Regions from separate parts of the Mus musculus genome. Here region 2 is linked to region 1. A link is a contact called in public Micro-C data. All regions are on one chromosome and are shown on one strand. The core of a region is the stretch at or near the end of the contact, and the rest is flanking DNA. Distances in the headings are between cores, read along the strand shown.

The links. Hi-C and Micro-C count contacts between places; a contact is called where the count stands out from the background.
Region 2: a contact with region 1 is called in a Micro-C map of embryonic stem cells, with 1.8 times the contacts expected there. The contact joins the promoter of Trim25 here to the promoter of C030037D09Rik in region 1. A contact is called at or near these places in 1 of 484 Hi-C or Micro-C datasets (embryonic stem cells), 1 of 115 datasets of contacts at active chromatin or transcription factors (pancreatic cancer cells) and 2 of 9 other capture datasets (adipose tissue and liver).

Annotation. Positions count from the first base shown.
Region 1 is chr11:88,716,867-88,720,258 of GRCm38.p6, forward strand. It overlaps C030037D09Rik (RIKEN cDNA C030037D09 gene), which reads left to right and starts at 1,777. Exons shown (of 4, transcript NR_038058.1): 1 at 1,777-2,151. Msi2 (musashi RNA-binding protein 2) reads right to left here and starts at 1,363. Exons shown (of 14, transcript NM_054043.3): 1 at 1,163-1,363; 2 at 839-879; 3 at 424-505. The coding sequence starts at 1,224.
Region 2 is chr11:88,997,761-89,000,746 of GRCm38.p6, forward strand. Trim25 (tripartite motif-containing 25) reads left to right here and starts at 1,643. Exons shown (of 9, transcript NM_009546.2): 1 at 1,643-2,322. The coding sequence starts at 1,729. Gm11496 (a long non-coding RNA gene) reads right to left here and starts at 1,676. Exons shown (of 3, transcript XR_388949.3): 1 at 1,459-1,676.

The sequences.
Region 1 (3,392 bases), core at 527-3,026:
CCTCTTCCCTTTCTTAAGGCTTTGTTTTATTCCGAAGGAAAACGGACACTAAGATATTCATTCACCTCCCAAAGAGGGGACTTCAGAGTTTGGGAGTGTGCAGAAGGCATACATTCAAATTTTTAAATTAAAAAAAAAAAAAAAACTATGTGGAAAGTGGGTGAACTGAATGTCATTTTAAACAAGAGAACAAGAAGCGACAGGAAAATGACTTCAAGCGGGAGAGATGGGCGTCTCTGAATCCAGAGTTCGGCCCTAATTAACAATAACCTTTGGGGTTATGGGGGGGGGGAGCGACGTTCCAACCAGCCACGCGCCTGAGCCCCATTCTAAATCCGCTTAGCTACTTCCGAAGACACCTCCAAAAATAAAACTAAAACTTTGTTCTAAAATAAAGGCAAAATCGAGAAGGGAATGCGTTACCTGGAGCGTTTCGTTGTGGGATCTCTCATGACCATACATTCTCTAATTTCTCCAAATTTGCTAAAATAGTCTCTAAGGCTATCTGTAGAGAGAGAGGGAGAGAGAGAGAGATGGGGGGGTGGGAGAAGGTGTGGAGGGGGGAGCAATGCAATTTTTTGATCAAGGACAAAAAGCAAAAGTAGTTTTCTGTTGTTATTCTGTTTTGTTTTTGCAATATTTTTGCACACGAGGGGGAAATTCAGCAACAGAGGTCGCGTAGAGGGCTCGGAAAGGATTTGCTATTTAAAAAAATAACCTTGCACAGGAGAAGTGGGGAGCCAATGGCGGGGTGGGGGGGCTCTTACACTGGGATAACAAAGAGCAATAAAGAAGCCAAGAAGGGGGGGACCCAGGCGTCCCCCCCTCCCTCCCTTACCTGGTGAGGTCTGCCAGCTCAGTCCACCGATAAACATTTTACTAGAGGGAGAAAACATAACCGAAGTGAGCACCGATGTCAGATCGGCCATTTTGACGTGTAACTTACAAAAGCTAAAAGGAAAGCTGGGGGGGAGCGGGCGAGCGCGAGCCTGGAGGTGGGCTGGGGGAGAAGGTGGCGGCCCCACGCCACCCCAAGGTGCGCGAGTGCCCCAAGGGTGCGCGCGGGGGCGCGGGGGGCGCGCGAATGCCCCGCTCCGCACCGTCGCCCGCACAGCCCCGAACGAGCCCGCGGCGGCGCGGTGGGCAGCGGCTGGAAACTTACCCGGGGTCGTGCTGGGAGTCGTTGGCGCTGCCCGAGGTGCCTGGGCTCCCATTTGCCTCCATAGCGGAGCCCCCCCGCCCCCCCACCCCCGACACACCGAGCCCCACAGCGAAGCGGAGCGCAGCGGCGGCCGGCTCCGAGCCCCAGATCTCCGTCCCTCCTCCCCCGCCTCCTCCCCCCGCCCGGCGGCTGCGAAGCTCCGCGAGCGCCGAGCCGGGCCAGCGGCGAGAGCCCGTCACACGTGGGCTCGGCTCAGCTCAGCCCCGCCGCCTCGCACACCCCCCGTCCCCGCCCCCCCGGCCCATCCCCACCTCTCCCCCTCCTCCTCCCCACCCCCATCTCCTCCTCCTCCTCCCCCTCCTCCCCGCGCACGTGGGGCGGAGTTCTAGAACGTCGTGTAACCAATGCGGTGACGTCACGCACCCCGTTCGGTCCCCCGCCTGTCCGCGCGCGCACACGCTCGGCCCCCCGCGGCAGCGGGACCCATCAGGGGCGGCGCGCGAGCCCCGCGACTCGAGTGGGGGGGTTGGCCACGCCAAGCAGGCGGGGAGACGGGAAGCGCACCCCGAGTCGGCTCAGATCACATGGGCTGGGTGTGGGGGAGGGGGAGGCGCGGGGAGCTCGGCCCGGGCTGTTCGCTGGGCCGGGAGGCGGCAGCGCCCCCGGGCCCCCCTAGTTCGGACTATTCATTCAAGTTCCTGGGGCCCTGCGCCCGATTCGGAGGTGGCACCCGCCGCCCTCCCTGCCTCTGTGCCCCCGTTTCCAGCCACCGCGCGGAAATTTAGGTCAAGGACGCCGGGAGCACACCCACACCCTGCGCTCCCAGGGCAGTCCTCGAGAACCCCGGGATCTGGGGGGCTTGCGGATGGAGGAGACCCTCCTGCACGAACACCAGCCACAAGTTTTATTTTCCCTTCGCGCGGCAAGTTCTCTGGCTCCCGCTCCACACTGGCACGTCCTGCACGGCTCCCCGCCCTTCCCCGCCAGAGGTACGGAGCCGTGCCCGCGAAGGTTATTTCGGAACTTTGAGAAACTGACGCGATAGATAACAGGGGGCGAGGAAGCAACCAGACAGGGCTTGCGCCTTACTCAGACCGCGATTTGAAAATATAATAAAGTGGGCTTGTAGGGGTCAAGGTCAAATGATTGGGGTTCAAAGCAAATGTTCATGGAGATTGAGTAGCAGTTTGGGAGTATCCCGAGGGTGGTTAAGATAGGTGCTTATTTCAGAAAATCCCTCGACCATTCATCCGTTATCTAATTTATTTATGTTTAAAGTTACTAGGGCTTCCTCTGTAAAGAGTGTAAGCGCCAGGAGTGAAATGGCTCTCTATCTCCCAAGACCTGCGGTAGGTCTTGGAGATAACAAAGCACCTTACCCCTAGTTTTTGGAACTAGGAGCCTCACAGATTCTGACACTTAGTAGGTGTTTGGTAAAAGTTCCCTTTCTCCCCTGGCAAAGTGTAAACTCCAAAGGATTGGTGACTGTAGCTTCCCGGGGGAATCGCACACTTCGTATTCCAGGCTGGCCAGATTCAGGCTGTATTCAATTTATGGAGTATTTAAAACAGTACGGATACAATTATCCTTATTGTTTTAAATTATTACAATAAACCAAGTTAATATGGCATGAGGGGCAACATAAAGTTGTGGTTCATCAAATCCCTGGGTTAATGTTAAGCATGCATTGATGCACAATTAACACTTTCCCATTAATTTTCATAGGATTAGGAGACAATGGAATTCACTCATCACCAAAACTATGCCGTGTCCATTGTGGGTTTGGAGACATTTGGAAAAATCTCAACACAGCCAAAGCTTTTGAGTGGTCAGACTGTCAATCTCTCTGTCCCCTAAACTGGGGTAGTGCCTCTCTGACAGCATGGATGGGCGGAGCATTTGTAGTGAACAATGTAACAATGTCAAAGTCCCTTTTTAAAATTGTGTACTTACATGGACTGTGTTTATTATAAATTGTGAATATGATTTTTAGAAGGCACTTCATAAGACTTCAGACCACAAACCCTGCTGTTTCCCAACACTCCAAACAAACTGATTTTTGAATCATCTGGGTTCCCATGTGTTAAAGAGCTGCATGTTTTTATGATGGTAATTGTTTTTTTGCGATTATTCTCAATCACAAAGTACAGGCAACACAGCTAATTGGATTATATTTTGGATTTTTACCGCAGAACCACAGATCATCAGAGCTAGAAAGGCCTTTCTTTAC
Region 2 (2,986 bases), core at 393-2,892, 280 kb after region 1:
CACATATAAGAGAGAAAACATTTGTTAAATTTGGGAGTCCCCAAATCCCAAGTGAGTAAAAATTTCTCTTTTTTTTTTTTTCAGTATTGAAAATTGCTAGGCAAAGGACTTTACCACCAAGCTATATTCCCAGACCCTTATTACTTAAGTGAGGGTAGGGTGGGTTCTATGTAGCCCAGGCTGGCCTTGAATTTGAGTTCCTCCTGCTTCAGTCTCCCCAGAGAGAGTTCTGGGATAATAGGTGTGTCCCACCTCACCCAATTTAAAAGTATTATAACCAATCTGGCTTAGATGAAGAAATTCTTAAGAGACACTTGTGTCTCAATCTGTTACATTATTGAAACAGTGAACCCCAGAGAAATGGGAGTTTCCTTGGAATCTCATGCTGGGAGAGACCAGAGGGAGAATTTGTCTCCTGGGAAAAGATTTCACAGTTAGTACAGCTTGTGGGACAGAACAGCTTACCAAATGAGATTGAATCCCAGACAATGATGGGCCACTGGTAGGCTGGACCAGGTCTGGACTGGCACTTAGATACAAATATTTTTGCCTTCTGTTTTAACTCTGTTCTCACTTCAGAACGGGGAAGGTGGACTTGAGGGGTTTGCTGGGTCTCTTTTTTCTGTTTTCCTCTTTTAAGTAGGCTCATTTAATTGGCTTAAGGACCGGTGGCTGGAGCTGACTTGGGGCAAAAGTTGTGACACCCAACTTTTGTAATATTAGGTTTTGTTGTTGTTGTTTTAAAGATCATCTACCATAAAAGGAACACCAGATCTGAATGGATGACCATAGGGTCCTGCCTTTAGGGCTTGGGAGGAGATTTGTCAGAGCCCACCATCAGGAAAGAAGAGGGAGCTGCATACAAAGGCAGCACAGCTGGAGGGAAGGGGAAGGGAGGGGGAAGGGAAGGGGAAGGGAGGGGGAAGGGAAGGGGAAGGGAGGGGGAACGGAGCGGGAAGGGAAGGGGAAGACAGCCACAGTCCATAGAATTGTGTTTTGTTTCTTTTCTTTTCCTTAAATTATTATGTGTATGTTATTGGGGGAGGGGGGTGTCAATTTTGTGCAGTCTTAACCAGGGTTTTAGTAATTGTGTTTAGGTCTCATATTCTGTTGTACAGCCATCTCCCCAACCCTATTTTTAGATGTTGAGACGGCCACTAACTCTCTAGCCCGGTCTGACATCGAACTCACGGCAATCCTGTTGCCTCAGCCTCCTAAGTGACTAAATTACGGGCACGAGCCACCAAGCTCTGGGTCAACAGTATTTTGTTCTGTTTGGCTTTGAGTTTTAATAAGACCGGTCCTGTTCTGGAGGGATGATTGGTGACACCTCGGGGACACAGATGAATGTTCTCCAAAGCTCTGCTGCACTGTGCTAGGACGTAGGCCCCGACCAGGAGGGTGGGAATATTCCAGCCCCTGCGACAATTCATCTGCAGAGTGCCTCTGAAACTGCACCTGGTAGCCCTTGGGTCGTGCGTCGCTCGGGTCCGCGGGGTGTGGAGAGCATCAGAGTTCCCCAGGTCCCATAATCACCTTTGGCTTCCAGCACCAGGAGGGAAGCCTCCCGCCCACTGTCCGGCCCCCAGGGACCCACGTGACTTCCTGAAGCCCCAGGGCGCCGCCCCTCCTGTTCAGTTTCGATTCCTTCCTCGCTGCTTCTTAAGTACCGCGCGGTAGGGTGCGCAGCTGTCCCTGCGCGTCACGTCGGGTGAGCCCACGAGCGCGATGGCGGAGCTGAATCCTCTGGCCGAGGAGCTGTCCTGCTCCGTCTGCCTGGAGCTCTTCAAGGAACCTGTCACCACTCCGTGCGGCCACAATTTCTGCATGTCATGCCTGGATGAGACGTGGGTCGTCCAGGGCCCGCCGTACCGATGCCCGCAATGTCGCAAAGTGTACCAGGTGCGCCCGCAGCTGCAAAAGAACACGGTAATGTGCGCGGTGGTGGAGCAGTTCCTGCAGGCCGAGCAGGCGCGGACCCCGGTGGACGACTGGACGCCTCCTGCCCGCTTCTCCGCCTCCAGCGCAGCCACCCAGGTGGCCTGCGACCACTGCCTGACGGAGATCGCAGTGAAGACGTGCCTCGTGTGCATGGCCTCTTTCTGCCAGGAGCACTTGAGGCCTCACTTCGACAGTCCGGCCTTCCAGGATCACCCCCTACAGTCGCCCATTCGTGACCTTCTGCGCCGCAAATGTACCCAGCACAACCGCCTTCGGGAATTGTTTTGTCCCGAGCATGGCGAGTGCATCTGCCATATCTGCTTGGTAGAGCACAAGACCTGCTCCCCTACGACCCTAAGTCAAGCCAGCGCCGACCTGGAGGTAGGGAGTGGCTGGTTGAGGGTATAGAGGACAGCTTGGATCAGCTGAATTGTGGAGAGGCCATCCTGGGTATCCCTGTAGTACAGTGGGTTGCTAGAGGAGATAGGCTTTGCTGGGCCAGAGATCCCATTCCTTCACAGACCTCATGGCCTTAGGCTCCGTGGGCCGCAGTCTGGGAGTTGGGCAGTAGGAAGCCATCCCCACAGACCAAACAAGTAGATTTTATATAGCCTCCCGCTCATCCATTATCGCCTGCCTTCTCCAGCCCTCTTAGTTCTATTTTACATAGAGCACAACGGAAGGCACAGGTAAGAGTGCCTGCCCCAAGTCTGTGTTTGTCCAGTGGAGTTCAGTAGTTTTGAATATTAACCAGGAACCCTGGGGGTTACCTCTCCAACCCCTTCAGATCCTGGCAGCACGAAAGGGCTGTGTCTGTTTAGTTCATTCCACAGCTCAGGGCTGTGTCTGTTTAGTTCAGGAAAACAGGCCCAGAGAAATTAGCTTAGCAGGAACCAGGCTGCTTTGAGTCACAGCTTCTGGTTTCCTTTTTCCCTGTAGACCACAGATCTGTTGAGTCCAGAGCATGGAGCAGTCTTGGAAGCTTGAGGTTAAGGGTAACAGAAGCCTCTGTTGAGGAGGGTGTGAATGGATAGTGAGTGTGAAC